2 separate regions of the Ovis aries genome follow, and region 1 is linked to region 2. The links are chromatin contacts, called in public Hi-C maps. All regions are on one chromosome and are shown on one strand. The core of a region is the stretch at or near the end of the contact, and the rest is flanking DNA. Distances in the headings are between cores, read along the strand shown.

What was found. A called contact is a pair of places that touch in the nucleus more often than the background predicts.
Region 1: a contact with region 2 is called in a Hi-C map of skin fibroblasts, with 3 times the contacts expected there. The contact joins the enhancer-like site here to the promoter of ARHGAP5 in region 2. A contact is called at or near these places in 2 of 16 Hi-C or Micro-C datasets (skin fibroblasts and tail adipose tissue).

The regions. Positions count from the first base shown.
Region 1 is chr18:40,622,525-40,627,131 of ARS-UI_Ramb_v3.0, reverse strand. The region is part of intron 2 of AKAP6 (A-kinase anchoring protein 6); the gene reads right to left. Among named protein-coding and RNA genes, the nearest start is that of TRNAC-GCA, 120 kb to the right of the region's middle. Within about 2 kb of position 1,986, at least 15 of the 54 cell types and tissues checked have an H3K27ac peak or open chromatin away from gene starts, as enhancers often do.
Region 2 is chr18:40,266,280-40,270,663 of ARS-UI_Ramb_v3.0, reverse strand. It overlaps ARHGAP5 (Rho GTPase activating protein 5), which reads right to left and starts at 2,216. Exons shown (of 7, transcript XM_060401788.1): 1 at 2,148-2,216.

The DNA.
Region 1 (4,607 bases), core at 737-3,236, 360 kb before region 2:
AGAGAGAAAATTTAAACAAATACACTTCCTGTGTCTCAAATAAAAGTGTAATATTGAGCACGAATGCTCTAGAGCTGTGGAAGTGAACCAATGCACAAATTCTTCCCAAATGAATGGAAAGTTAGTTTCCACCTGAAAAACAATCAATATACTTCCTATCTTTCAAATCAAAGAGGAATAAACAAATATACAGAAATGTTTGACAGACGTGTGGAATCAGAACAAATTTTGGAAAATGAGGGAAGTGCAAACACCAAACTGAATTTTTAAGCTAAATGAAAGATCAAGTAGACTGGAAACATACCCCATGTAGAGAACTTCAATCCTCATCTCCCTCAGGGAGAAGCAATAGTTTCCTGCAAGCTGCAATCCCTTTTTCTTTTCTGTTTGTGAACTACAAGCCAGCCCCATCTGGAATTTAGTTTGGTACAAATAAGTTTGTCTGTCCATTTGTTTACCTTGAAGTCTTTTCTTTTCCTCTCCTCTGAGAATTCTAAGGATAACATTCATAGTCACTCTTTTTTTTTTTTAAACCAGAGAACTCGTTTGTATATTAAAAGCTGAACCATGTGAAATTACCTACGTTTAACTACCTTTTACCTACAAAAAGATAAATTTCATATGGTTCCACTTCATTTGTTGTAAATTGGATGGATGTGGTCTTGGGAGAACTGGGAAGTAAGGAAGTGGATGGGTAAGAAGAAGGGCTGTTTCCCAGTGAATTTTTACTTCATTTCTTCAAAGTTGTATCACAAAGCCAAACACTTGCTGAGGAATTGGAACCACTTCACAGGGAAGGAATTAAATTCTTTCAGTATTGATGAAAAGACAATGTGTTGCTAACAGCAGCAGACCTATGACCCAACTGTATGAGAAGGTGACAAGGAAGTAAACCACTAGCCAAGCAAAGGAAACAATGGCTTTCTGCCCCCTGCGCTGGGATGAAAGTTGCATATGCAGCAGCTGAACAAGTTATCTTGAGAAACACGACCAGGCAGTTTCCTACCATGTAAAAGCACTAGATTTTCAGTCCCCTCCCCTATAATCCATGCCCCTTCAATGAACCTTGTTCAGGCATGTTTATTAAACAATGGACAAATGCCTGAATTATGAACCTACAGGTCAAGCAGCAAGCAGCTCACTCCATTAATTAGGCATTTCAATCTCTTCTTCCCCAACTTCCTTGCTTTCTCTCTTTCTGCTTTGGAATTTTCATTAAGTATGACATTTGACTTATTCTGAGAGCAAACACTGTATTTTCTGGCTTTCTTAATTTGAAAGCCAGATGATCTCTTTACTGGCCCCAGGGAAGAGGGAAAACAACTTTTTGTCAACAATTGCACTTGGCTTTTCATTTCCTAGTTTTCAAACTCACAATTCCATTATTATCTGTTGTGCGTGTGCCCTGGAGATGGTGTGAGCAGCCTATAAAACAGGCTTCCAGTGAATCACTGCCTCTGAGGACCATCCCTCACTGTCTCTGTCTCCACCCCTGGGCCCCTCCCACTGCCCACCAAAGCTAAACTGTCATCTATGTTTTATTGAAAATAGTATTTTTAAATGTGTGATAAAGAAAGCAGTAGGTCAATCTTACAGAAAGTAAATACAGAACACGGAAACTTTTTTTCATATTGCAATTCCAACATTCTACAGGAATTTATATTTAGGCAAATATGGGTGTTTGAGAATGCTTTTGGACTCAACATTAATCATTCTGAGAGAGGAAGAGTCCAACCAGTTTAAACTAGATTTTTCTCTCTTTGTAACCCATGTGGCATTCCAAACATTTCTAAGCATTAGAGTTACATCATTTTCTCTCTTTTTTTCATTTAATACAAACAAGCCATTATATTCCATTTCACAACCTTTAAATTCCCAGTATCAAATTACCCAGCTGTTGTTTCAATCTCTCTCAGTTGCTAAGAGATGGGGATGGTGGCAGACCAGACCAATTTTCTTCAACACAGAATTGTAAGTTGACATAAGAGGGAACTAAATGCAGCCAAAGCACAAACAGCCCAACAGTTGGCAGCCAGGCTGTGTGTCTTTTCACAGCTGCAGGAGACAGTTGGTGCAGAGAACTTCATTGCCATCTCCCTGCCAACATCACTGCCATGTTTTCATGAGTTCTGCACAATGCCTCTCAGCAAAGAGAGGTATTTTCATTCGCATTACAGAGATCAGTCTCTTGTTACATTGGTGCTCTTAGAATTAAGTACCATGATCTTTTCAGGGTCAAGCCCTTTAATAATAATGATAACAATAACAACAATACAGAAAAGCTATAGGAACATTTATAGTCTCCCACTATTCTGCATAAGGCACTTATTCCCCCAGCTGCCAGGAGTGTTGGCTGCTTACTGCTCCCATCTGAGACCTTCTCTGGGGCTTGCCCTCAGCTGCCCCACCCAAGGTCACATCCTTCCCTGGGAGCACTCCATGTCCAATGCCTGCTCAGTGGGAGGAGGTAGAAAGCCTGGCAAAGGAGTGGGCCCAACTCTATGGAGTTCCCCATAGGAATGACTAATGCCTCTACCGCAGCACAGTGGTTCAACTCCTCCCTCTGCTAGGATGATGTTGCTCGCGTCTCTCAGATGGTTCATTCCAATAAGCCTCCAACATACAAATCTCAGAGCCTCAGAATGTGCTTCCTTAAGAAAGCAACCTACAAGGACAATTATCAATACATTCTCAAACCTCTGATTTCTTTGAAAGAACAAGCCACTTAGCTTCTACATATTGAAGTCTCAAAGAAATCCCAAAAGGACTGTTTTTCTTGGTTTATTCACAATAATCGTGCCAACACAAAAGTCAATAGCTCAGAATGCATGATACACGTGCTTACATAGTGGCACAAGGCAGTGTTTTTAATCTTGTCCAAACTCCAGTCAAGGGGCAACATCAATAGAATAATGGTAAAGAGGTAGATGAAACAGATAAGAAACTATAAAGACAGTTTATATTCTGGATGGGGGTGCAGGTTTCAGTTAAAGTTAACTGTGCAATGAAGATGTTAGCTGCAGCCCTGGTTCAGTTTGGTTCAGTCGCTCAGTTGTGTCCGACTCTGACCCCATGAATCGCAGCATGCCAGGCCTCCCTGTCCATCACCAACTCCCGGAGTTCACTCAGACTCACGTCCATCGAGTCAGTGATGCCATCCAGCCATCTCATCCTCTGTCATCCCCTTCTCCTCCTGCCCCCAACCCCTCCCACCATCAGAGTCTTTTCCAGTGAGTCAACTCTTCGCAGCCCTGGTAGGGAGAACACAATTCTATCTACTCCAACAGGGAGAAAGAATGTTGAAAGAATTTACAATAAAACTTGAATAAAGGTAGACTATACCTTAGGAAAAAGTGAGGTACTGGGTTGTGAAACTAAATCCCAGCTGATGGTCATAGACTTGGATTGCACCCCTGGCAGTGAAGATTTAAACATTTAAACTATGTATGAGAGGGTTCATAATATATGGGTTCCAAAAACAGCCCCAAGGTTTGCATTCTGGAACACAACGTGTTACTTCTCTATACCTGCCTGTAACTGGATTAAAGGACTGCTCATGGATCAAATAACTTCTGCTTCCTTCATTTGTGTGACTAGGAGATATGAAATGTAGAAATAAGTAGAGAGATGATAACATAAGGCATGGTACTTTGTGCTAGATTTAGTACTAAGTTTTGTAATTATAGAGATAATGTGTATTTATTATTTAAAGTTTTAAAATCTTTTAAGGAGTCTGAAATATAATATTGCTTTGAAGTTTTAATTTGAAATGTTTCACACTGTGATTTTATAAAATTCTGATTAATTTTTTAATATAAAACAATCTAGTTTATTATGGTTATGAGTTTGGCTTATTATATTTTTTAACTTGTCTAAGTGCATAGAAAGATTGGTTTAGTTAGGCTTCTAAGTCTATGGTATTATTCATCTAAGGTGTTTGAAATTATTAGATAGGTTAAAATGCTTTAGGAAACTTAACCAAATTTGTGAATGATGTTAATTTGTTAAACTTGAGATAACTGAACATTAACCAAAAAAGTTATCTTATTTTTGCACTATATTTACTAGGTATATTAATAAAGAGATAGATAAGATAAAATTAAGGCATAAGAAAAAAAATTCAACCTTTAAAATTTTCAACTTTAATAATGCAATCTCTATTGGGGCTGGTGCATGGGGATGACCCACAGAGATGTTATGGGGAGGGAGGTGGGAGGGGGGTTCATGTTTGGGAACGCATGTAAGAATTAAAGATTTTAAAATTTAAAAAATAAATAAATAAATAAATTTGTAAAAAAAAAAATAATAATGCAATCTCTAAGTGTTTCTTTCTACCTCAATTATCAGGAATTATTTAAGCCTCCCCTACTACTGTCTGTTCAAACTTAGGTATTTTGTTGGCGTCTGCATACCCTACAATTTCAGAGCTGGCAATTTTCCTCTCAGTTGCTTTAAATGGCTCCCTAATTATGTTTCTTGAGCAATGAAGCTGATGAATTCAGTAGGAAAGAACTGTGCCTTCTTTGTTCAGTTGCTGATGTGAGTCCCACAAACATCAATGATACAGTTTATACAGAATAAGTCATGAGTCAGAATAGAAGAAAATC
Region 2 (4,384 bases), core at 967-3,466:
CATATATTAAACGTGGGCCCAAACTGGATTTCTATCATATTGTAAAAGCATAACCATCTTCCTTACAACTTTCTCGGAATTTTACTAAAAGTCCTGATAGTTTGCCTAGACGTCCGAGCACCTTTCAGCCTCAGCTACACCCTGAGCCTCCACCTCACTTGCATTTCTAATAACGCTGGAGAGGGAGGGTGAGAGGGAGTGAGTGTATTTATGTGTGGATAAGTGCGCGCGCGCTCCCGCGCAGTTCCCCACCCCCACCCCGATACTTTTCTTCAGTGGAAACAGGGAGAATCTAGAGGTTATTCTAGCGAAAACTCAATTTCAAAGCCTCAACCCGGCCGCAGCCAACCCTTAGGGCTCTGTGTTTTGGTTGCGCAGTGCAACTTCTCACATCCTACCCCGAGCTTTAGGAGCAGACAAGAAATTGGTGAACAGAACCCAGGGTCCGGGGGAAGCTAGGGGGAAAAAGTGAAAGGGCCGATCCCCCAGAAAGGCGCTCAAGTTTGCAATGAAGACTGCGTCTCCGCGAATATGCGCCCACCCTACCTCTCCCCTTCCAGGTGGAACTCGTTAACAGCAGCCGCCTGGCTAATAGACACCGCCACCTTCCTCCCCCACGCACCATCCGAGACCAGGGCAAGTGAGGGCGGCGGGCTGGAGCGGACTCTGGCCACCACCAGGCCTCCGCCGACCCCTGCCCCATCACCTGTGGGGAAAGCGCCCCCTCCCCCGGCCTCTCTGCCCTTCACGCCGCCCGTCTCCCCCCCACGGCAGCCGCTCCCCGCCCCGGCCTGCGAGGACAGAGCGCGGCGCCGGGCTCCCCTCCGCGGCGGCGGGGCCCCAGCCCCTTGAACTGGTTACAACCGGCGGCGGCGACCGAGCGGGGCAGTGGGCGGCGGGAGGGTTCCCGGCGGGGAGGGGGCTAACGGGCAGGCCCAGAGGAGCGGGGAGTCGCAAGGTCCTACCTAACACCGTCGGTCTCCTCCGTCTCCTCCTCAACGGCAGCGGCCCCGGTGGTGGCGGCGGCAGCGACATTCCTGGGGAGCGCTCCCGCCGCCGCCTCCTCCTCCACTCTCTGCTCGCCTCTCTTCCCTGGCGCGCTCACCGAGCGCCGCGTCCCTTCAGCCACCTCCCCCAGCCCGCCCCAACACACACGCCCCGAAACCTCAAGCCCTACGGCTCCCGTGGCCGGGTAACCCACCCTCCCTCCCTCCCAGCCACCAGCGGCGGCCCCGTCCCTCCCCCCTTCCCCGGCGCCCGCCGCCGCGCCGGGCTCAGTAATGGCGGCCACTCGGGCTCCCTCGCGCTGACGGATCTCTCCCTCTCTCCCGAACTTTACCTCAGCATCTCTCCCGGCGCGCACCGCCGGAACGCACACGCGCGCGCGCGCGCTGCCACACACCCGGCCGGGGGCGGAGCGGCGGCGCAACCTCGACGGGGCGCGCGCGCGCGCACCCGCACCGTCCTCCCCACAATCCCCCGCCCCCGCCGCCCTCACCTCGCGACGCCTCCCGCGCCGCGCGCCCGGCTGGGCCCCGCCCCTGCCCTCGTCTCCCGGGAGCCTGGGAAGGCGCGAGCGCCGGAGCCGGAGGGAGGGAGCGAGCGCGCGGGGCCGCGTTCTCGCTCGCGTCCCGGCTCCCCCATTGGCTTCTGCCCCTCCCCCTTCTTCCTCCGCCTCTCCCATCCATTGGTTCCCTCTCCTACTCCATTCCTTCTCACCTTTTCCCTTTTACCCATTGGCGTGAATATTTTTCCTCTGCTTTCCCCTTTCTCCGTATTCTGCTCCTCCTCCGTCCCATCCTCCACGCTTTAGAAGCTGCCGACCATGCAGCTCTGAGCACTGTCGTCTCCGAACCTTCCCTGCTTTCTCCCTTTCCTTCTGTTCCGGTTTCTGGCCGTAACTGGGAGCAAACCACAATACTGCAAAGGGACCTGATATTGTGTTAGCCGTTACAAAACATCGCATGGGCACTGAATGATTCTCGATAAATCAGCCTACGCTGTCTGAGTATTAAAGAATTCAAGAGAGGAAAATATATGCACCAAGCTCGTTCCCGGGGACATGCTCCCGCGTGTGCAGCCAGTTTCCTGCCTGGGATCGCTGGCCAACTAGACGGCACCCGCCCGGGACCTGGTGCCGTACTCACCCAGAAAGCAAAACTCCATGGGAGCAAGAAGATTCCGTTTCTCCGTCGACACCGCACAGGGACGGAGGCAGGCCCTCGGTTTAATCCATTCTTAAGGAAATTGAGCGAGATGCCAAGACATGGGGCGGATTGAATTCGGGGTGGCCCAGAAGACCCCTGCTCACACTACTACTGAGCAAACCTTTAGGAACCATCGGTCACCTGGCTCTTATTATACTGTCTCAAATATAGTCAATATTTTTGGAGACGTAGAAATCTCACAAGTTTGGAGGTACCCTGGGCTTTTGGCGTATTTCTTATCTGAGCACTGGCATTGAGTCGTGGTTAAAGGGCGGTGGAAAAATGTCTTTTCTTTCATCACTGAAGAAACTGAGGTCTTGTGACTTTCCCAAGGTCATCAGAATCTGTCTTACACATAGTTCTTAAAATAGCTGCCGGCAGATGAAAGAATGAATGAGCAAAAACATAAATCTACCCCAATTTGTTACGTTTAAAAGAAAGAAGTAATGTGGGGGCCAATTTCTTTTTGGGAGTAGATTTATTTCCTGCATTGAAAACGGTTCATCATCAGTAAACATATAAAAAAGTCTTTTAAATTTAAAGTATTCTTTATTTCTTATGTTACATAAGGTACTTTAGTTAGCCAAGGTTGCTTTTTAGTGTTACAATGATGCAGCTGCTTCCAACCAGAAGTATGTTTAGGGTCTGTCAGTAAAGAAAAACAAAACTGCCTTTTGGTAAAAATCAGTTAGAAAATATTTGTCTGTAAATCTGCCACAGAATTTCAGCAGAAGTCCTGTTCCTTTCTTCCATACCCCTGCCCTTCTACTCCGTATTTCTCTAAGGTAAACTTAATAGACAGAAGCAGAAGAGATGTTTAATTTCTCTGTTTCTTGCTCCCTAATTTTAAAAAGGCATGACTACAATTACTTCCTCCAGCCACTCCCTTGCATCTGAATGGTACCAAATAGGTTGAGTGAGGTACATAGGTACTTATTTCTTTCAGTTATAAACCCTAGGCAAGGAAAAAGGACACTACAGAAAACTTGCAAAGAAAGAAAATATAGAAAAAAGGAAGAAAAAGAGAGGAGGAAATTTTAGAGAGTGGACCCATCAAAATGCAGTACTAATGCCTTAATACACACATCACTTGTACAGGTTGGAAAGCCCATGCATTTAAATGCGTTTTTTGACCTTTGTATTAAAAGTTCCTAAAAGTACGAGAAGCCAATTCAAAGCTATAATTTAATACTTGATGTTGAAGTATTAAGTACTATAATAGGGTGTCCACCCTAATGTAAAAATTATTTCCTAAATAATCAGAAATTTCATAACCATGGCATGTATCAGTACAAACCAAAGTCAAATCAGGGCTTTTAAAGGTGTTAACATTCTTTATATATTATTGTTTTCTTCAAACCAGGACATCATACCGAAGAATCAGGACATAAGACTGGAGAGAAAAAAAGACTTTTCAAATTTCTTTTTTCTCATAATATAGACACAAGAAAATGAAGCGGGACAGGGAAGGGGGGAAGCCATGGTTTTCAAATGATAGTTGTCATAACTGACATTGTTTTTACTCTTTAGTCCTTCTATATTATCCATCGTGATTTAAGGAGTCAACTTTACAACTTTGCTCCTTATTAATACTAATACACTGGTGAGCTGCTTACCAGTACAAATAACTAACAAGTTTATATCATTTTAATTTTTGTATCTGCTCCTCTCGCAAGAGAAAGCGTACAGTTTTCTGCATAAATAAAAATCTGAAAATGGAAAAAGGGGGTCAAACTTCTACGGTTATAAATGCTTAGATATATACAAATAAAGGCTATAAAGAGCAGAAAATAAAACTCAAGGATAATATGGTATATTTTAAAATTGATTAGGAACCATGCCTTCAGGGAAACAGCTTTAAACACCAACCCTCCCCACCCAAAACAAAAAAACTTTGAGAAAATAAGTAACTTATCATTTTACATACACACAGAAACACTCTGGAGAGATAAGAGTAAATATTACCAATCTCTCTTGGATCAACTACTCTTCTTATCTAAAAAGGAAAAAATTTAAGCACTTGTTCTCCACTGGATAATTAAAATCACCCAAAGCTTTGTTCTTCATTTACTTTGAAAAAATTAGCAGAATAAGATTTCAGTCGGGCATTTTAGGTTTTTAATTTAAATATCATCCACAAATTTCTAGTTCTTTAACACATCCTAACAAAGTATTCA